2 separate regions of the Sus scrofa genome follow, and region 1 is linked to region 2. A link is a contact called in public HiChIP or PLAC-seq data. All regions are on one chromosome and are shown on one strand. Each heading gives the region's core, a stretch centred on a gene start, on an enhancer-like site or on the middle of the called end of the contact. The rest is flanking DNA. Distances are from core to core; before and after follow the strand shown.

What was found. HiChIP or PLAC-seq counts read pairs in DNA pulled down with a chosen protein or histone mark.
Region 1: a contact with region 2 is called in an H3K27ac HiChIP or PLAC-seq map of alveolar macrophages. The contact joins the promoter of CDK5RAP3 here to the promoter of MRPL10 in region 2. A contact is called at or near these places in 2 of 5 promoter capture datasets (liver and skeletal muscle), 19 of 47 Hi-C or Micro-C datasets (alveolar macrophages, embryonic fibroblasts, fetal heart ventricle and 11 more) and 2 of 2 datasets of contacts at active chromatin or transcription factors (alveolar macrophages and skeletal muscle).

The regions. Positions count from the first base shown.
Region 1 is chr12:24,222,105-24,226,112 of Sscrofa11.1, forward strand. CDK5RAP3 (CDK5 regulatory subunit-associated protein 3) reads left to right here and starts at 2,158. Exons shown (of 14, transcript XM_021067091.1): 1 at 2,158-2,283; 2 at 2,507-2,552. The coding sequence starts at 2,278.
Region 2 is chr12:24,081,573-24,085,757 of Sscrofa11.1, forward strand. MRPL10 (39S ribosomal protein L10, mitochondrial) reads right to left here and starts at 1,514. Exons shown (of 5, transcript XM_003131531.4): 1 at 1,410-1,514. The coding sequence starts at 1,461. It overlaps LRRC46 (leucine-rich repeat-containing protein 46), which reads left to right and starts at 1,610. Exons shown (of 9, transcript XM_005653947.3): 1 at 1,610-1,716; 2 at 1,861-1,959; 3 at 2,048-2,153; 4 at 4,144-4,185. The coding sequence starts at 1,950.

The sequences.
Region 1 (4,008 bases), core at 908-3,407, 140 kb after region 2:
AGCCCAGCAGCTATAGCTCTGATTTGACCACCTAGCCTGGGAACCTCCATATGCCACACGTGTGGCCCTAAAAAAACCCCAAAACCAAAAAAAAAAAAAAAAAAACCCAACTTACTGAGCCCCAAGTGATGCTCGGGGCAAAGAGGGGGAGGGGAGTCATTTAGAAAAACCCAGGCAGAGCCTCCTGGAGGAGTTAACAACCTGGAAAGGGGTGGGGGGTGCAAATTGCACACCCAGCCCTGTGAGATCCTCAGCCCACCCTCTCTCCTCAGCCTACACGCCTCTTGCCCAGTCTCACACCCTCTCCCAGCTTCAGCCACCACCTGGACCACAAATCTGTCAGCCTGTGGCTCTCCAAAGCTGTGGCCCCAGTCCCTGAACTCCAAAGCTGCCAACCCAAGCGCCTCTTGCCCACTTTCTCACCTGGGGGTCTCCCAGGGCCACTAGCCCCACAATTTAAAAGCTGAGGTACCCTCCTCAACTCCTGCTCAGCATCCTGCATCCCTGTCCTAGGTGGGGGCACTCCCATCCAACCACCTCTGTGTCATCTTCTTTTTTTTTTTTTTTCTTTTTAGGGCTACACCTGCGGCATATGGAGGTTCCCAGGCCAGGGGTCAAATCAGAGCTGCAGCTGCCAGCCCATGCCACAGACGGAGCAACACAGGATCCGAACAGTGTCTGCAACCTACACCACAGCTCACAGTAATGCCAGATCCTTAATCCACTGAGCGAGGCCAGGGATTGAACCCACAACTTCATGGTTCCTAGTCGGATTCGTTTCTGCTGTGTCACGACAGGAACTCTGCCTCTGTGTCATCCTTGCTGTTCCAGTCCCCAAACCCACACAGCCAATCAACTGCCATTTTCCTCCAAAACATCTCAAATCCAGCCTTCTCTTCCTCCTAGTGCCTCTGTCCCAGGTGAACCCTGAACTCCTGTCTAATAACCTCCTGACAGTTTCCCAGTCTTATCTCCCACAAATCCATCTTCTGTGCAGCCAACCTGTATACGTTCCTCCCTGCCTCAAGCCTCAAACCCTTAAAACCCTCCAGTGGTTCTTCTCTTTCTGCAGGGGGGAAGTACAAGTTGCTTCCTGAGATCTTTTGATATGCCCCTCACAGGCTTTTTTCTCCAGCCACCCCATGCCTCAAACATTTCACTGCACAGGGGATGGGCTGCCTGGGGGGCTGCCTTCCCGAGTGTGAGACCTAAGCTGTGCCCTCTTGAAATTGTCTATATATATATATATCTTTCTTTTTCTTTTCTTTTCTTTTTTTTTTTTTTGGCTTTTTGCCTTTTCTGGGGCCGCTCCAGCGGTATATGGAGGTTCCCAGGCTAGGGGTCGAATCGGAGCTGTTGCTGCTGGCCTGCGCCAGAGCCACAGCAACGCCAGATCTGAGTCCACGTCTGCGACCTACACCACAGCTCACAACAACGCTGGAAAATTGTCTATATTTTTAAACAAGGGGCTCTGCATTTTCATTTTGCTCTGGTCGCTGACAATCATTTTGCCCGTCTTGCCTGTTTGTTGTCCCCTGCACCCCTCTTATGGTTTGTGGCCTGCATAGTCTCCTCCACCCAGAACACCCCTCCCACATCACCCTTTCTGCAGCTCTTCTTTTAACACTCAATTTAGGTGTTATCTTTGGGATAACAAGCCTCCCTTGAACTTCCTCCCTCCCTCCCGTTATCAGCCCTAACCACACAAGCAGCAGCTGCCCAACAGTTGTCTATTTGATGAACTGAAGGAGAAAGCAATGTGCGACACGTGGCACAAGAGACCTACAAACCATCGATGGACAGTAAAGCAAGGCAAGACGGCAAGGGATTTGCAACAGCCTCCGGGTCACCCTGGGCGGCGCTAGGACCCTGCCCGCAGACGCGTTAATGTTGCGGGGAGGCTTCCTTGCCGGGAGGCTTCCTTGTCTTGTTGGCCGGAAGCGCCTGGAGCCGCTCTAGAGCGCCGCCTACTGGGATCGCGACGCCGCTGCAGCCCTTTCCTGACTCCCCCACCCTTCCCTGGCCGTGAGCCCGCCTCGCGTCTCCTATTGGCCGTCTCCTCTTCTCCCGCCCCTCCCGGGCTCAGCCACTCGGAGCCCCGGGGTGGGTGGGGCTTGAGGCCGGTGGTGTGCGCGCCCCGATTGGCTCAGAGGAAGGCGGTGACGTGGCCGGAGCAGCCCTGTCTGTGCCTAAACTGAAGCTCGGCCACGCTAGATCTGGATTGGTGGTAGGCGGGGCGGGCCCCGGTCGCTGGCCGGAAGCGGAAGTGGAGGAAAGATGCAGGTTTGAAGACAGGAGTTGGAAAAATGGGGGGCTGGTTTGGGACCCCTGGACTCAGTTCAGCCCATCCTTCCCTGATCTGCTTCCCCGGCTCTCTCATGGGCTCAGCCCTCCCCGACTCCTGCGTGGTGGCTCCGCAGGGTGGCGGTTGCGCGGGCGAAATGGAGCAAGCGGCAGGTTCCCTTCCAGCGCTCACGCCCGGTTCCCCCGCGATCTTTCCCGCTAGGACCATCAGCACGTGCCCATCGACATCCAGACCAGCAAGCTGCTCGGTAGGAGGGGTCACCCCGCTCAACCGGCTGTCAGGGGGAGGCCTGGCCCTTTGCCCCATCACCAACAGCTGGAGCCCAGACATCCCAAGGTCCCTGTTCAGACGCTGACCGCTCGCCCTGCTCTGTGCCCGCGTCTGTGCCCAGACCTGCCTCGCTAAGAGGAGCAGGAAGGAACCGTTCATAAAGTCTGTACTCAATCTGCGTCTTCTACCTTAACGTTTGTAACATGTGTTGCCAATCAGATCATTCAGGCGCAGAGAGGCGAAGGGCTTACCTTGAAGATGGTCACCTACTGAGATGTCAGATCTGAAATTAGAACCTAAGTCTGTCAGGCACCAGCATCTATGCTTTTTGTATTATGCCAGAAAAAAAAGCTTTCTCTCCTTTTTTATTTTTACTATTTTCCTTTTTTTTTTTTTTTTTTTTTTTGAGGGCCGTTTGAATGGCATGTGGAGGTTCCCAGGCTAGGGGTCCAATCCGAGCTACAGCTGCCAGCCTACACCACAGCCACAGCAACGCCAGATCCGAGCCACGTCTGCAGCCTACACCACAGCTCATGCCAACACCGGATCCTTAACTCACTGAGTGAGGTCAGGGATCGAACCCACAACCTCATGGTTCCTAGTCGGATTTGTTTTGGCTGCGCCACAACGGAAACTCCGGCACATGTATGCTCTTGATGTATGTGCTTGTTATTGTTTGTGAAAGGGACTGATGAGACAACAACTGTGTATCGAGGGTTTGCGCTCTACCAGGTGCTGTTTTGTGTGCTTGATGTTATGAACATGAAGATCACCACCATTCATTGAGCCCTTGCCATGTGCTAGGTGTTTTACCTTCATTCCCCTTTGTACTCAGTGTCTCTAGCATCTTCATTTTACATGTAGGGAAACTGAGGCACAGAGCGATTGAGGGACTTTGCCCAAGAAAGTTGCTAAATAGCAGCCAAGTCCATCTGACCCCAGAGTCTAGCTCTTAGCTCCTGCCTACTGAAGAAATGTGCTTGGCTGTCATCCACCTATACCCGCTACTAAAAACACGAATCTGGGCCCAGAATCTAGGAGGTCAGTTACCTTAGTATTCATATGTGCAGGATGGTACTTCACTGGTATGATTAGACTGCTGTTATTTAGTCCTTAGGACACTATAGGTGTTAGGGGCTTTGCAGTTCTTCATTCATCTGGTTTGGCATAACCATATTGTATTTTTTTTTTTGTCATGGTTAATCCCAGCCCTGAGGAAGTGGAAGTTAAATAGCAACCTCTGTTGATAGGAAAGATACAATCACTCATGGAAGCAAAAATATTATGGAGAGTTTAGAGTGGCCCAAAGTGGCACATTTTTTTGTTTTGGTTTGGTTTTTGGTTTCTTTGGCCACACCTGTGGCATATGAGGGTTCCCAGGCTAGGGGTCTAATTGGAGCTGTGGCTGCCGGCCTACACCACAGCTCACGGCA
Region 2 (4,185 bases), core at 264-2,763:
AATGTGCACCACCACCTCCCTAAACCAACACCAGGATCATCCAAGAACTTGTTAGAAAATACAAGTTCTCAGGCCCTGTGCTAGATCTGCTGAATCAGTAGCTCTGGAGTGGAGCCAGGAAAACAATTTAACAAGTCCTCCAGGTGATGCCGATGTTGGCTAAAGTTTGAGACCCACTGCTCGAAGCACTGCTTGGAGAACCCATGATTTGAAGCAAGACAGAAAACTTATACTGTCCTCACAGCTCCCCCAAACAAGTCTCTCTCCTCTCTATGCTTCCTGTTTATAAGCACTGCTGGACAGCAGCACCCCTCAGAAGACAGGGGAGCCACCTGAAAGCCCTAAGCCAAAGGAACCCCTTCATCCTCAACAAAAGGACCCAGGCTAGGGCTTCCCACTTCCCACCTTCCCAAGGTTGGGATGGGTGGGATCTCAGAGGAAGATTCAGCCAGAAGGTGGCTCTGACAGTCACAGAGCATGGACATTTGCTGAAGTAGAGGTTTTCTTAACAGCGGCCACAAAACCTAACCACCAATAGCACAAGCTTTAGAGCAGATGGAATCAGATTTTTCAAATTTTTTTTCCAGTTTTGTTGAGATGGAACCCAAATTTAATCTCTCTTCCGCCACTTACTAGCTGTGACCTTGACCAGTCACTCAATTGGTCTAAATTTGAGTTTCTTCAGCTGTAAAGTGGGGGGGGGAATGTCTTCTTCATAGGATGCTTTAAGGTTTAAATGAAATAATACATGCAAAATATTTATCGTAGTGCCTGGCCTATATTACACGCTCAAAATCATTCATTAAACAAATATCCACAGCATGCCTGCTAACGTCAGGCACCATGCCACCTGCTGGCTATGCTCAATGAACATGGTTCTGCCCTTATAGAGTTCAAAGTCTAAAAGAGGAAACAACAAATAAACGCAAAATTACAGAGTGTGATGGGGCAAAGAGGTCAATAAACAGGGTGCGAGATACAGATTTAACAGGGGAAAGCTGCCTTGAGGAGGATGGCGACGGAAGGCCTGAGATGACATTTAGGCTGAGACTTTAAGGAGGGGGCACAGCACCAAGGTCGGGGCGGGGAGTGGTCCAAGCAGAGGAATCTCTGGAAACACAAAGAGCTGGGTGGTGGGTTAGAAAAACTCCAAACAAGACAGGGGGACTGGGGAGTAAAGAATAAATACTTTGGTTGTTGCGGAAGTTTTGGCTGTGTTGCCATTATGACTACAGTCTGGGGTCACAGAAAATTAGGTGAGGGAAGGGAACCGGCGATCTAGCGGAGGTCAAGGGGCCATCGAGAGCTGCCTGGGGTCAGAAATTTCGGGAGGGGATCAGTAATAGAGGAGGGAGACGAGTAGAGAGCATCGGCCAGAACGTGCAGCGAGGACCTGGGCCGCTCCTTACCCGCCTGGGGCAGGAGACCCCCTCGTAGCATCCCAGCCACAACCGCAGCCATTGCCGCCGGAAGAACGAACGGCGGGGAGCCGAACGAGACGGAAGGAGCTAAGGATTGTGGGTAGTTCTAGGCCGGAAGCGGAGGGCGGAGCCGCCGGTCGGGGTAGCAATCCGCATGCGCCGAGCCTGGCATCTGAGAGCCCGCCCTCTCCGAGGGCCCACCTGGCGTCCAGTCTCCTAGCAACGACGCTACACTCCTGGAACTGTTTTCTCCATTTGTACACTCTACCATCTACCTACAAGTCCCCTGTTGGCGGTCAGCAGAGGCCCTTTTTACACCCCTCACACTCCTGACCCTCCACTTCGATTTACTTCCCTTTTCTACCCCACCCCAACAGTTTGCCCTGAATTAACCCTTTTCCTTGGTCCTCCAATTCTCTGAGCTTCTCTCTCCTCATAGCTTCCTGGGTTCCGCCATTCCCAGGAGCCGTCCCAGCTGCTCTGCTCCTTTTGGTTCCAGTTCCGCCCCAGGCCAACAGCTTTTAGATCATGCCTGGAGGTGAGTAGGGAGGTCGGTGGGGTGTGTAACGGTAGAATCAGGCCTCCAAGAATAAGGAAATGTTACAGTTGGATGCATCTTTTCACAGCTAAGCTTGCCCAGAGTCCAGAGGAAAGTGGTGTGTGCATTACTGAAGCCCTTATCACTAAGCGGAACTTGACCTTCCCTGAGGATGAGGATCTGTCAGAAAAGATGTGAGTGCATGGGGAAGGAAAGGGGTGCTGGAAGTTTGAAACACACAAGATGACTCGTCCCATGAGCTCCACTCATTTATCAGCTTAGTCCCTGTCTTTACTTACTACACGCGTTCGGTCAGTGGCAATGTCCAGTTGATTCTCCCTCCTTAAAAATCGTTCTCTTTCTGGATAAGCAATAAGGCCCTGCTGTACAGCACAGGGAACCGTATCCAGTCCCTTGGGACAGAACATGATGGAAAATAATATAAGGAAAGGAATGTATATGTACACATGACTGGGTCCCTTCGCCGTGCAGCAGAAATTGGCACAACATTGTAAATCAGTTATACTTTAATTTTAGAAAAAAATAAAATAAATTTTAAAAAATCATTCTCTTTCTTGTTTACCATGCCCACTCAATTGCTTTAGATACGGGTTTTAAATAAGTCATCACTCCTAATTAGTCTCTCTACCCCTAGTCTAAGCACCCCATACTGTTGCCAAAGTGATCCTTTTAAATGACATATCTGATGAGGCACTCCGTGATAGAACCTTCCTTGGCTCCCTAGTATCTCCAGAATAAAATCCAAACATCTATTTTTTTCTTTCCACCACACCCTCAGCATATGGAAGTTCCCAGTGCCATGGATCAAATCCCAGCCACAACTGCAGCAACGACAGATCCTTAGCCCATTGTGCCAGACAGAGGATCAAAACTTCACCTCAGCAGCTACCTGAGCTGCTGCAGAGCACACTGGATCCTTAAGCTGCTGCACCACAGCAGGAACTCCTCAAATCCAAACGTCTTAGCATGAATTGACTCCACTGCTTTTCAACGTTATATTTTGCCACTCTCCACAAGAGTGTGATTCCTCGAAGACCCCATGTTCTCATACCTTAGCACCTTCGTACTCAGAGTGGTGGGGGTAGAGATGGGCAATAGCGCTACCTAGGAGCATGTTAGAAATGAAGACTCCCCAGACCAACCACTGAATCAGAATCTGCATTTTAACAGACACCCCCCTTCCGCCCCGTGCCCTAAGGGATTCGCAGGCACACTGAAGTTCAAGAAGGGCTGGAGTTGCACATACTGTTCCTTCTGCTTGAAATGCCTTCTCCTCTTCCCTCCTCACCTTCCTGGCTAACTCCTCCTCATATGTCACCTCCTTCAAAAAGCATCCTCTTGGTGGCTCAGTGGTTAACGAATCCGACTAGGAACCATGAGGTTTCGGGTTCGATCCCTGGCCTTGCTCAGTGGGTTAAGGATCCAGCGTTGCCGTGAGCTGTGGTGTAGGCTCGGATCCCGCATTGCTGTGACTCTGGCTTAGGCCCATGGCTACAGCTCCGATTCGACCCCTAACCTGGGAACCTCCATATGCTGCGGGAGCGGCCCAAGAAATGGCAAAAAAAAAAAAAAAAAAAAAAAAGGACCAAAAAAAAATCCTCTGAACCCCCTTCATCCTTTGCACTGCCTCTGCCATCCACTTATCATAGATGTCTGGCCAGCTTCCCTAGTACTCATGGGCAGGGACTCTCTCATTTGTCTTTAGTGAGCACTCAGTAAACATTGTGGAATTAATGAAAGGGTAGATGGACCAAGTGATTTTTTTTCCCCTCCCTGGACCACTCAAGAAGGGAGATGAGAAAGGATCTCTGCAGAGATTGTCCCCTCTCCCAGCCCCTGCTTCCCCAACCCAAGCTAGCTGGAGGAAGGCTTCCTCTGCCTCTGTGTCTCTCCATAAATCATAAGCTGCCATCACTATTTCCTGGCCCAAGGACCCTTACTCCCCTTTCACTCCTATCTTCCCAGTGCTACTGACAGAGACCCAGGTCTCCAAATCAACCGAGTTTCATGATCTAGATGCCCCCCTAAGAGTCAAGATTCCTGACACCTGATCAGAATCACTGAGCCATCTGCCCCTCCTTCAGTCACCGACCCCTCCATCTCCCTGCTAAGAGAGCACAGAATTGCCACTCTGTCACACCACCCTGCTGCCTCTTTGCCCAGGTTCCACACACTTGCTGAACTGCAGACTGTCCGCCTGGACCG